2 separate regions of the Mus musculus genome follow, and region 1 is linked to region 2. The links are chromatin contacts, called in public Hi-C maps. All regions are on one chromosome and are shown on one strand. The core of a region is the stretch at or near the end of the contact, and the rest is flanking DNA. Distances in the headings are between cores, read along the strand shown. Region 1 has its middle 14 kb from the start of Ksr1. Region 2 overlaps Ksr1 (kinase suppressor of ras 1).

Region 1 (6,401 bases), core at 3,530-6,029, 130 kb after region 2:
TAAAGGCATGTGCCACCACTGCCCGGCTCTCCCAGCTTCTTTAAATTTATTTTCTAAAGTTAATATGCTATGTAATGGATTTCATTACAACATTTCACACACGTGTCATTATACTTTCTTCTTTTTTATCACCTCCCCCATCTCTTAGATATATTCATTCTTAATTAATTAGAGAAAAATTTAGCCTACATATTTCCTGGCCTTAAGCCTCAGACTCTCCATTGCTGGAATGACGTGCATGTGTATCTGGCAGTTATGTGGCCCTCATCATGGTAGAGGTGTCTTTTTATGGGTTACATTGTTCTTTTTCTGTTTTTATATGCCACTGATATTGTGTGCCAGGATTGCTGGTGAAATAGTGAAATTCTGAGTATGAAACGACTTAGCAGGGTGTGCCCAGCCCACAGTTCCTGAGGGATACCAAAGGTGCTTCAAGGGGACTTTATATCCAGACATTGTCAACAAAGAGAATCTGTTCTCAGCCCCCATCCAAGTGAGGACTGTCCCCTCCTACCAGAGTGCCATGAAGGAACACATGCTTGGCTGGTAAAGGTACTTGCCATGTGTCTTGGTTAGGGTTTCTATTGCTGCAATGAGACACCAAGCAAGTTGGGAAGGAAAGCCTACACTTGTACGTAGCTGTTCATCACCAAAAGGACGTCAGAACAGGAACCTGGAGGCAGGAGCTGATGCAGAGGCCATGGAGGGATGCTGCTTACTGGCTTGCTCCCCATGGCTTGCTCAGCTTGCTTTATTATAGAACCCAGGACCATCAGCCCAGGGGTGGCACCGTCCACAATGGGCTGTGCCCCACCCCCAACGCGGTCACTAAGTGAGAACATTCCTACAGCTGGATCTCATGGAGGCATCTTCTCAACGGAGGCTTCTTAGCAGCAGGATTCGAGATAGCCTGTCTTTGATGATATCTGGGCCTCCCTGAGGGATCTGAGCCTGTGACACAGCCCTGCCAGGGTGGTCAGGTTATATAACGCAGGCTCGATGCGGATACCCAGTTCTCCACCCCAGCCCACTGGATCCTGCACTGCTCAGGACACCTGATGGCCTTGGACTCCACCACCACCACCCCACCCCCATGCTCCAGAAGTTAAGCCCTTTCTATAGCTTTAATAGTTCTGTCCAAGGTTCAGAGGCTCAATTGTTATTTATAGCTGCAAGCTCTTAGCAGAGCACTGGGTAGGTCTGTTAATGTGCATCCAGATCGACTCCAGCACCTAGAAGGAAGTGCTATTAACCCCACTCCCTAGTTACTACAAGGAAGTTAAAAGTTTCAGAAGATTAACTACATCCCACTGCTGGGTCCTTCTAAACTTCTCTATTGTTCAGCTGTTCACTGCAGAGACCCCAGGGTGGACCAGGCTTGGCTCTGTGTAGGTTTACCCAGCCATCTGATATGTAAGCTGGTTTCTGAACTCTGATGTCACCTGCCTCTCAGCCTGGCATCCATGAGACTGGCTGGCTGACTGACTCCCCCAACCCCTTTACACACACACACACACACACACACACACACACAGGGTCTCCTGGACTGGGCTAGATAGCCAAGGATGTCCTTGAATTTCTATTCTCCTGTCTGTCCCTCCCAACTCCTGAGATATTAAGTATGTGCTGCTATGCCCAGTTTATGCAGTGCTGGGTCTCTCCTTCCCAGGCTTCTGGGCATGCTAACGACCACTCCACCAACTGTGTGCAAGCACCTTTGCCAGCTGAGCCATGTCACTAGCCCATAGTACTTTTCGAACTGTAAGAAATGCAGATTATTGGGCATCACCCACACCACACAACTAGAACCACTCCTAATGCACACAGGAATCTGTATTTTATTTTATTTATTTTTATTATATGTATGTGTCGATTTGTATACGTGAGTGCAGTGCTCTTCAAGGTCAGAACTATTAAGCCCTGTCTCCAGTCCCCCATCCCAACTCCAATAAAAGACCAACTAAAGAGAGCCAAATATAATTCCCAAGCCAGTCCTACTGCATGGCTTATAATCCCATGCTACATTCAGAGCGCGTCTCCCCGGGGTTCACGTGGTGGGTACTGGCATCCCAGCACGGGGGATGTTGATGTTAGGAGATAGTGCGTACAGAACCTTTAAGTGGGGTCTAGTGAGGAAAAAGTCAGGTTATTGAGGAGAGTGTGTTCAGGAGAAAGCAGTATAGAATGTAGTTCTCACAGCACCCTAATTAGTGGTGAAATGAGTTCGAGGCCAGCCTGGTCTACAAAGTGAGTTCCAGGACAGCCAGGACTATAGAGAAACCCTGTCTCGAAAAACCAAAAAAAAAAAAAAAAGAGTGAGCCAGATTCCCAAATCACCCTCTGCCTTTCTGTCCCATATTCTCTGTCTCTGTCTGTCTGTCTCTCTCTGTCTATCTCTCTCCCTCTGTCTCTCTGTCTCTCTGTCTCCGTCTCCCCCTCCCCACTCCCAGCATGTAGACCCATTATGACGTGTCTGACTCAGGGTGTCCTCACCAGAGCCTTACCTCTTATCCTCATGCTGTGAGCAAAATAAACCTCTTTTCTTTGTAAGTTCCCCAGCCTCCATTATTCTATTACATGAATAGGAAATGAATAAATAGTATCCATGGGGTGCCCCACTTCTGCTTGGCCCACCTTCAGAGTCTCTGCATCAATAATTTCCAATTAGGGCTCACCTGAAGCTTTTCCTTCCATCTACACTAAAGCTTTCCCAGTGCTCGGCCTGCCTTGGACACTGCAAACGTGGGCGGGCGCTAGCAGCTAACTCCTCTCCTGGTTCTCCTTTGAGTGGTCATTGTCTGGTCCCACTGTTAGAACTAAAGGCAGCAAAAGTAACGGAGATAAGGAATTAATAGGTTCTATTTCTTAATTGTCTTCTTTTTTTTAAACATCTCACTAACTCTTTGTAAATTTCACATCATAGACCCCAACCCCACTCATCTCCCCATCTCTTTGTATCTGCCCTCCGCCATTGCAACCTCCCCCTAAGAGAAAATTTAAAAAACAAAAATAAAAATAAAAAAATAAACAAACAAAACCAAAACCAAATCTTGAGGAAGCTGTAGTTTATCCACACATCTTTATTTGCAAATGTTCATTGCAATGAGTCCTTGGTCTGGTTCCAGGCCTCTGGCTTCCACTATACCATCAATACTGGATCCTCACCGGGACTCCTCTCTGCTATCCTGTTTTTTCTGTGTCATGGAGATCCTGCAGATTTGGATCTTTAGGACTGGCCCCTCCCTTCACAAGCTCCAGTAGTTCACAGATGGGGTAGATGTCAGGGTGGGCCATCTCAAAGCCCTGGATCTGGGCCTGTGTGGTAGCTGAGTTGGTCAGCCAGCCAGTTCTGTATCCACACTACTAGGAGCTCGCTTCTATCCAGCACTGCTGCCATAGCTCACCCAATGCCAAATCTGGCAAGGGGCAGGCCCAGCCCTCCCACTCTCATGCCCTAGAGCAAGCTCACTTGTGCCCCCACCACCAAGGTCAGCTCTGCTGTGCTTCCCAGGCATGGTGCAGGACCCAAAGCCAGTAAGAGGCAGGGGCAGCTCTGTACAGCCCTTGGTCATGAACAGGGTCCCAGGTAGCAGCTTAGACCAGGGACGTCCCCTTGGCCTTTGTTGGTAATATGAGTCACAGACATCGGCACAGACCCCAGCTGCGGCATAGCCGCAGTCCCAGACACAGCCCTCAGCAGCAGCATAGGCTGGGACTTCATTATGGCCTCAGGCGGCAGGGCAGGCTGTTCAGATCAGGCTGTTCCTCTCCACCTTCGAGTCTCCAGTTCTGCCTCTCTTCATAGGGCTCAAACCTTTTGGCTTTTCTTTCTCTCCTGTCTCTCCATCACATGCTTGCACATCATAATGGCAAGTGGAGGGGGTGGGTATCTTCCCCGATGCAGCGGGTCTTTTTTAGGGGCGCGGGGGGGTCTCACTATGTAGCCCTAGCTGGATTGGAACTCACTATGTAGACCAGGTTGACTCAAAGACCTGCCTGCCTCTACCTTCTAAGTGTTGGGACCAAACATGAGTACCACCTTGCCAGGCCGGATCTTTTTAAAAATAAGACATAACAACTTTGCTAATGGAAGAGTAGGGAAAGAGGGGTGGTAGGGAAAGAAAGTGGAGAGCAGAAGAGACTTGAACACCACACTGAGCAGCTGGCCCCACTGTCTAACAAGAAGACTGTCCAGTGAGTCACGGTCAGAAGCTGGGAGTGGGGTGCTGTTAACGTGCAGCATAGGCTAGACCTTCCCATCCTCCTGCTTCAGCCTCCTAAGGGTTAGAATCACAGGTGGGGGCCACCATGCCCAGGCAGCACTAAGCTGTGTTAGGTCTCAGCTGCCACTATGATTTGACTGCTGGGAATTGAAACTCCAAAATGATGGTCTTTGGAAGTGGGGCCTTGGGGAGGTTGTTAGGATCAGAAGAGGTCATGAGGGTGGAGCCCCGTGACCTTTTTTGTGACTTTATAGGAAGAGGAAGAGAAACCGGGGATGGCACTCTTTATGTAGCACATGCCAAGCAGGGGCTAGAACCACACATGCCAGCCTCTAGAAACATGAGCCAAATAAACCTCCATTCTGTGTCAACTACCCAGCCTCAGGTACTTCATCATAGCCACAAAACAGACTAAGAAAGAAGCCCCTAGGTGAAGGGCTCCAACACGGCAGTGACTCACTGAGCCTGGACGCAGAGGAAGACCAAGCAGAAGGAACTGCTGGAGCCTGTACCTTGGTTTCTATACCCAGGAGCACAGGCAAAACCACAGGAAAGAGCGTAACCAAAGGAGAGGCAAGGATACAGGACTGAGCTGCAGTCAGAGATACGCAGACAGGAGGAGGCCCCAGCAGTGGCTCAGAGGAAGAAGAAGCTAGCACAGATGGAGCCCTGTTCTCCCCTGAAGAGCAAGGGCTACCCAGGCTGTCTGCTGCACCCTTCTCACCAGTCTCCTCTCTGCAGTTGCCTAGGGGCTGTGGTTAGCTCAGCCCTGACTGCCTCCCATTGTTTCTGACCTTTGTACCTGCTGTCCTTCTCTGGTGTCTCAAAAGTCACTCTTTACCACTAAGTCAAACACATCTGAGATACGAGACATAGAAAATAAGGGCTGCGGGCAGTGGCACAAAAAGTCTGTCATCCCAGCAATAGGGGCCGAGGCAGGAGAATTAGGAGTCAGGATCTGCCATGAAGCTCTCGAAACAGTACAAGTCAAAAGTTTTGCCAATGAATGTGAATTAATCCTTTGCTTCCTCCCGGTACCTTTGCCAAGAACTGGTGGTTTTTAGACAGCCAGATCCTGTCTTTAAAAAATAAAATAAAATAAAATAAAATAAAATAAAATAAAATAAAATAAAGCAGGGGAGGAGGCCAGGGATGTGGGTTCCAAGGATGGAACTTAGGTCAATCAGGTTTATCAGCAAGTGCCCTTGCCTGCTGAGCCATCTCACTGGCCCCTGGCCTTTCATTTGTGAACACTGGTGTTACGTATTCTTAGATACAGTTTCTGTGTTTTCTCCTCTCTGTCTGTTACGAGCCCGACCATGTCTTCAGAAAGTACATAGCACACACTTCTGTACGAGGCAGGACATTTTAGTACCTAGAGAGGATTCTTGGTAGGGTCACTACTGCTGTGATGAAACACCATGACCAAAGCAACTTGGGGAGGGAAGGGATTATCTGACTTCCACTTCCACTTCCACATCACTGCTTATCACCGAAGGACATCAGGACAGGAACTCAAGCAAGGCAGGAACCTGGAGGCAGGACCTGATACAGAGGCCATGAATGGGTTGCTTACTGGCTCATGGCTTATTCAGCCTGCCTTCTTATAAAATCCAGGACCACCAGCCCAGTGATGGTACTACCCACAATGCACCGAGGTCTCCCTATCAATCACTAATTTTAATAATGCCCTACATCCAGAGCTTACGGATACATTTTCTCAGTTGAGAGTCCCTTCTTTCCGATAACTCTAGTGTGTGTGTCACACTGACATAAAACCATCCAGGATCAGAGCACTACCTCATTCTTTGAAATATTTAGAATCTTAGTCTGTGGATTGATGGCCTCTTGTGTAACAAATCCCCACTGACAAAGCACTCCCGGTGTCTTACATAGGAACACCCAGCTTTGCGCACTCTGTCCTAACGCGTGCCTTTGGGTACTTCCCTAGAAGGACGATTTCAAGCCAAAGGAGGTGACTGATATTTTTAATTTAACAGATATTGCCAAGAAGCAATCTAAAGAGTGCAAGTCAAAAGTTTTGCCAATGAGTGTGAATGAATCTCTTGCTTCCTCCTGATACCCTTGCCAAGAACTGGTGGTTATTATCAATGATTTTAACCCAGTCACACTTCTGGTGGAAAAAAAAAATGGCATTGCGTGATTGTCTCATCTTGG
Region 2 (5,932 bases), core at 2,711-5,210:
GGAGGTTAGGGGACAACTTGTGGGAATCGTCTCCCTTACTATGGGTTCTGAGGACCACGATCAGGCTGACAGGCTTATGCAACAAGCACCCTAACCTGCTGAGCTGTCTCACAGGTCCTCAACCTGCTTTATGTTAATGAAAAGAATATTGAGATTAACCACACTCACTTCTGTTGGGAAAAAGCACTCATGCAAGGTGGTGTGAGCGGAGAATCTGCTTTCTATCTTTTCAGAGCACTGGGATTTTCTTTATGCCCAGAGGTGGTTGGTAGTATTATTATTATTGTTGCTACTACTATTACTACTACTATTACTATTATTATTACTATTACTATTATTATCTGGATGGGAGACAGAGTATTGCTGAGTAGTTCAGGCTATCTTAAACTCAAGATTCTCCTGCCTCAACCTGCAAGTGTTAGCACTCCAGGTGTGCGCTGCCACATCCAGCTCTGATGTTCGTCAGTGGTCCCGTGTGGATGCAGAAACGATGCTTCATCTTTGCCTTTCTTCGTCCTCTCTCTAATAACCCTTCCACACTCCCCGGGGCACTCATAGAAAGCAGCAGGCTGCAGGGACAGGAAGGATATGCCGCTCACGGGCCGAGAAGGGGTGGCTTACCTGGTGATAATGGCCAGGTGAGGTGGGTTCATGCAGGCCCCCATGAAGAGCACCACGTTCTCATGCCGCGTCTGCCGGTAGTTCATCACCTCTTTCTTGAACAGCTTCAGGTGGTCCTGATTGTGGCCGTCCATCTCCAGCAGCCGAATGGCCACCTCGCCATGCCAACGGCCTCGGTGCACCCGGCCCCAGCGACCCTGTCCAATGGGCTCGCCCAGTTCCACCTGTTCAAAGGGGATGTCCCACTCTTGCAGGTAAACGCTGGTCTGGCTGGCCTTTCGAGAGATGGGGCCCCTCCAGGGCCGGCGGGAGCTGGGGAGGTCGTCCACCTCATCCTCCTCGTCATCCTCTGCCTCTGACTTGCCAGCCTCAGGCTCCTCAGCCTGAAGGAAGAGGGAGGGAGGGAGTCTGGGTCTTTTCTTCCTGGAGTGCTGGCCAGGCGCCCCCACGCCTGCTACCCTGGCCTCCTGGTCCTCTCTGTCTGAACACACAGCTTCTGATGTCCATGCTCCTTGCCTTCACTGCGCTGCACTGCAGAGACCCAAGCTTGGTTCATGTTTCCATTTGAAGGCCAAGCCAGTGGCTTCTTTCTTTTTAAGACAGGGGCTCGTGTAGACCAGGCTCGCCTCCAACTTACTATGTAGCAGAGGATGACTTGGAACTTGTGACTCTCCTGACCTCTACTTTCTCAGGAGCTGGGATTACAGGCGTGCATCACCACACCTGACTATGATGAAGACAGCGGTTCTTGGCAGGGATCAGAACTCACCTATCAAGCTCTGAGAGCATAGAGATGCCAACTCCCACCCCAGGCTGACTGACTTAGCTCCCAGGCCCAGGTCTGTGGGTAGGGAGTGAGAACAGGAGAATAGAAAGGTTCTTCTTTCAGCGAGTTCCCTAGCTTGCACTTCACATTCTTCTCCCATGCGCGTATCTACCCACACCAGCCGCAACAGGCTCAGCACCCTCCTCCCCCATGCCTTCCACCTACCCTGTACACCCTAAGGAGGGGACACGGGGCAGCTACCTTGGGTCTCATACATGGTGCTCCTACTCACCTCTGCTTCGTGAACACCTAGCACATCTGTTTTGGGCTGGTCGTCGAGCCTAAGAGTGAAATGGGCTTTGTCAAGGAGACTCTGGGCTGGGCGGGGGGGGGGGGGGGGGTGGGGGGGGGCGGGGCGGATAAGGCAATGTGGATGCTGGGGACTCAGGCAGGAGGCTGACTGGAGTGGGTGAGGATGAGGGTGGGCATTTGGTGCAGGGCCCCACATTCCTGCCTCTGGGACCTGGCTATCACATCCTTGCTATGTTAACTCGTGTCATCTAACCCCTCAGAGTGGTTGCACCCTCTGGGAGACCTACTTCACTGGCTGAGAACTGAGCGACCCGGAGCCAAGTGCTCAAGGAAACCTAATGGAGAGGGGATCCAGAGGCAGGGGTTATGTTTAGTCTCTGTTCACCTCCGTTCCCTCGAGGGCCACAAGCCTGCTGCCGTTGTATACCCAGCCCCACTCAGGGCTCACTGTTCTGCCAGGAGGCGATTGACTCCCAGGCTCAGAGGGTCAGAAATTTAGGGGTGGGTTGGGAGATGGCTGGGGAGGGTTCATACCGTGTACTGTCGGCTGTGCTGGACAGCGGGGCTGCCTGAGAACAGGCTGAAATGTCTGTAGGAAAAAAGAACAGGAGCAGAGTGAGAGAGAGCTTGCCTTCATCCCCAAAGACCGGCACACCAGGGCACCCCCTCTCTCCTGAGCTGCCGCTGCTCCTCAGGCCACTTCCACCAGGAGCTTACTGCGTTCTGTAAGCTGCCACAGACTCAGTCTACAGCCTTTGGTCTACATCGCTGCCCCTGGCAGAGGCTCCACGTGAGTGACTCTAGAGAGACCCCAATAATTAATACCAATGCCCTGGGCCCAAATGATTCTGCAAGTGACAAAAGCTAACACTACTACCTCTGGTAGGAAGCAGGGCTAGCTGTCACTTTTTAAAGTAGGGACCCCCTTTGCCTAGCTAGTGGCAGAGCCGGCAGCTCTATGGCACCTGATAACACCTGTGATACCGACATCCGGTATATAGCTGCGGGTCACCCAATTGGGTGGCTAGTGCCATAGCTCTGGGTAAGATGAGGGAATTCAGTCTGTGTACCAGGAGGCTCCAGGCCAGGCAGCTGAGGCTGACCCCTGACCCTAGGTAGTCTAGTTGTAGCATAAAGACCCGCCTCTAGGGCACCAGAAATAGATGGTCCCCTCAAAAGTGGAGGCGAAGTGCTACATGAAGAGTGGTGGTAGGGGTCAGTGCTCCCCTCTTTCAACAAAGAGGATCAGTTAGTAGAAACTGCTCAAGCTGTCAGTAGTCCCTCCCCTGCCCGGACAAAAACCTTCCTTCTCAGCCCGCGGAACCAAACTCTGACAGAAGCTGTGGGCCTTCTTAACGGGGCACGCACACATGTGCCTGACATCCTGGTCAGTGTTGGGAGTCCACGGGCCTCAGAAACATCTCCAGCCTCTCCGGCTACCGCTATAATGGCCTCTAGACTACCAGGCCAGCATGTCCACACGTGCTCAGAACATTCCAGAAGCTACACATGCCTTAGATGAAGTGTAGGAAGTGGGGGTGTGGGCGGACGTCTGGGAAGCCTCACACCTGCTCTTGGAAGCTAAGAGTACATTGTGCAGTCTGTTCCTACCTGTCCCTGTTACAACTGGTATATGGGGCTCTACGCCCACCTTCAGGACAAAACAGGCCATTCAGGAAAAAGCACTGTGGCTCCTCGGTTGGGGAGGAACACTAGTATACATAGCCTAGAGATGGTAACTAGGAAGGCTCTTGGGAGGTAGGGGATCATACAAAAGGGGCGGATCTCCCAAGCTGTGACAGCTGGCGATCACACCCAAGTAGCGTTACAGGGATAAGGGTTGCCAAATGCTCCAACTCAGTTCCTGAATGGAGCTGATCTGGGAGATAGAAAGGCCTGGAATACCCAAATACTGAGTCTTCCAGTCTTGGCAAACCAGAGGAAAAAAAAGACTATTAGAGTCAGCTAAAGCCCACTGTGTGGAAATACTGTATTTCCAGCGGGAGGAGAAAAGCATTGATCCTATACAGACAGAAGGTGAAGAAGTATGGCCAAATGCACAGGTGTGCAAAAATAGATTTTTTTTTTTTGTAGGAGGGAATCAATCCATGCCTTATTGAATGAAAGTTTTTTTTCTTCAAACTTTCTGCAGTGAGAAGGTAGTTCCAGTGACGGCCAGCAGGGGGCGCTGTGTGTTAAGGCTGGGAAAGGCAAAGCCAGCTGACAGATGCCAATGCCTGTAAGACTCTCCCTAATTGGCTTTGCCTTGTTCATTATTCACCAGGCACCATCAGCAAGCAGTTCCTCTCCCTCATTCTGCAAATGTGTGAGTTCTGCTTTCTTATCTGTCTCTTATCACTTCACAGCAGTGTGACCCTGAACCAGTTCCCTGTAAAAGACTAGGGAGGATGGACAGACTCCAGAGTCCCATCCAGCAAGGTACTGCCCACATGAAGGTCCACACCTCCAGGACTTCGCAACCTCTTGCCTAGCTGCAGTGGACTCAAACGTGTGGGGAGAAGGCACCCGGCGGGAAGGAGAGGGTCCCAGCAAGGGGCAGTTAGTGGACCCACGCAGAAGACTCACCTGGGAAGATAAACTGCTGTCTATGATGAATGAAGTAGGCAGCTTTAAACAGAAGAGGAGGTGAGTCACACAGTGCACAGGCAGCGCGGGAGGAGGGGGGGCGTGGGCTTGGGGGGAGCAGGCACTGGTTATTGGCTTAGGCGGCTCTGCCCCAGGGGCTCTGGTGAGAAAAGGTGGAGCCATCCAGGAAAGAGACCCAAATTAGGAGAGAGTCGGGGCGTGGATAGCCCCGAGTGGTGATGCTGCACTAGAGATGGGGCGGCAGCACACCAGCTCGGTGGTTCCCTAGCCGCACAGCCCTGGCCAGTGCGCATGGGGGAAAAGCTCGGACCAGGTTTATTCTAGAAAGATGTCCTTGAGTCAGGAGGCTCAGGTAGAGTAGGGAGATCAGTGGCTTTGACAAGGTTCAATGGTGTGTGCAGAAAAGCCTCGTTCCCTTCAGTCTGGCCCCGCCCGGAAACAGCTTAACCTCACTGCCTGAGTTCTGGATCGGGCTAAGTGCTGTGATTCCAGACTTAGAACCATGACATACCACTTGCTTATGTTTTTGAGATGCTTGCTATCTTGCTTGGGCTGGTTTCAAACACATGGGCCCCATTCTCCTGCCTTGGCCTTGCAAGAAGTTGGAACTCTAGGAGAGTCCAACCTCGGCTCTACTCCATGCTAAGGCTCTGGGGACTGAGGAGGCAGTTAACCCCTCAGTGCCTTATTGAACAAGGGAGATATATGAGCTTGCCCAGGCTTTCCTGTGCAGGACAGCTATGAGGATCCTGGACAGCACAGGACAGGTAGGTGGTGGGAGGGGTTCAAGCCTTCTCAGTTCCCTAGGGATCTGTCTGTGAGTCCACTATGATCATGGAGAAGGTGACACTTCTGCATAAGGGATGAAGGAAACCCATCTCCTTTATGGGTCATCTGTGTTAGTGGAAAGGGTCCGATCAATATAATAAAAAAGACTTTTTTTTGTGTGTGTGTCCCTTGCTTTTCAAACTGGCCCTTCTGTGGAAAACCCAAACTAGATGGTTTAGCAAACAGAACTTGTTCAGAGAGTAAAGGCAGAGCAACAGGAAAGGAAGTGAATCCAGGGGCTGTGGCTGTGTTAAACCAGAGGGTGGGGTGGTACGCAGGGCACAAACTTCACTGCACTGTTAGGAGCAATCCAGCCACATGCATATTAAGGAAGGCACAAGAACAAGGGACGGAAGAGTCCTACCCCTTGCCACCCCCAAGAGAAGTCCCAAAGTCCCCAATGGGCCAGAGGCTGCTTGGCCAGCTGCTGGCTGTATATAGGGTTAGTGTCGGTCTCATTAGCCAGGTGAAGGGTTGAGGGGTGTGGTGGTACTCTTGTCTTTCTGGGCTTAGAATTCTAGGAACCAGTGATGGGACTGATCTGGATCCTGTGGGCTACAACAAACAGGAACATCACTGTGCAGCATTTCCCATTAGGACTAAAGACCAGATAAGCCCAGGACTGAGGTTTGACATCTCTTGCCAAGGTGACAGCTAAGTGCCATGTAGGTAAGTGGGCCTTGCTCTGCACCCTGGAGACAGGGCAGCCCAGTGTGGCTGACCAGAACCAATGGTAAGACAGGAATGCAATCCTGGCCTCTTCCAGCAGTTCCGGGGCAACCGGGATCTGAGCATAGC

Evidence for each region. Hi-C and Micro-C count contacts between places; a contact is called where the count stands out from the background.
Region 1: a contact with region 2 is called in a Hi-C map of bone marrow-derived macrophages, with 51 read pairs. The contact joins two enhancer-like sites. A contact is called at or near these places in 4 of 15 datasets of contacts at CTCF or cohesin (CD8 T cells, large pre-B cells, pro-B cells and 1 more), 29 of 484 Hi-C or Micro-C datasets (B cells, the C2C12 cell line, CD4 T cells and 16 more), 9 of 115 datasets of contacts at active chromatin or transcription factors (the HPC-7 cell line, acute myeloid leukemia, embryonic stem cells and 3 more) and 1 of 9 other capture datasets (embryonic stem cells).

The regions. Positions count from the first base shown.
Region 1 is chr11:79,156,787-79,163,187 of GRCm38.p6, forward strand. No RefSeq gene overlaps it. Among named protein-coding and RNA genes, the nearest start is that of Ksr1, 14 kb to the left of the region's middle. Within about 2 kb of position 4,780, at least 12 of the 459 cell types and tissues checked have an H3K27ac peak or open chromatin away from gene starts, as enhancers often do. A contact at or near this core is called in bone marrow-derived macrophages and extraembryonic ectoderm, where this site is marked.
Region 2 is chr11:79,026,796-79,032,727 of GRCm38.p6, forward strand. It overlaps Ksr1 (kinase suppressor of ras 1), which reads right to left. Exons shown (of 19, transcript NM_013571.3): 11 at 2,234-2,288; 12 at 1,680-1,728; 13 at 622-1,004. It overlaps Gm11201 (predicted gene 11201), which reads left to right. Exons shown (of 6, transcript NR_045873.1): 2 at 726-875; 3 at 1,314-1,460; 4 at 3,852-3,938; 5 at 4,066-4,345; 6 at 5,648-5,932. Among named protein-coding and RNA genes, the nearest start is that of Gm11201, 6.2 kb to the left of the region's middle. Within about 2 kb of position 3,961, at least 118 of the 459 cell types and tissues checked have an H3K27ac peak or open chromatin away from gene starts, as enhancers often do. A contact at or near this core is called in bone marrow-derived macrophages and extraembryonic ectoderm, where this site is marked.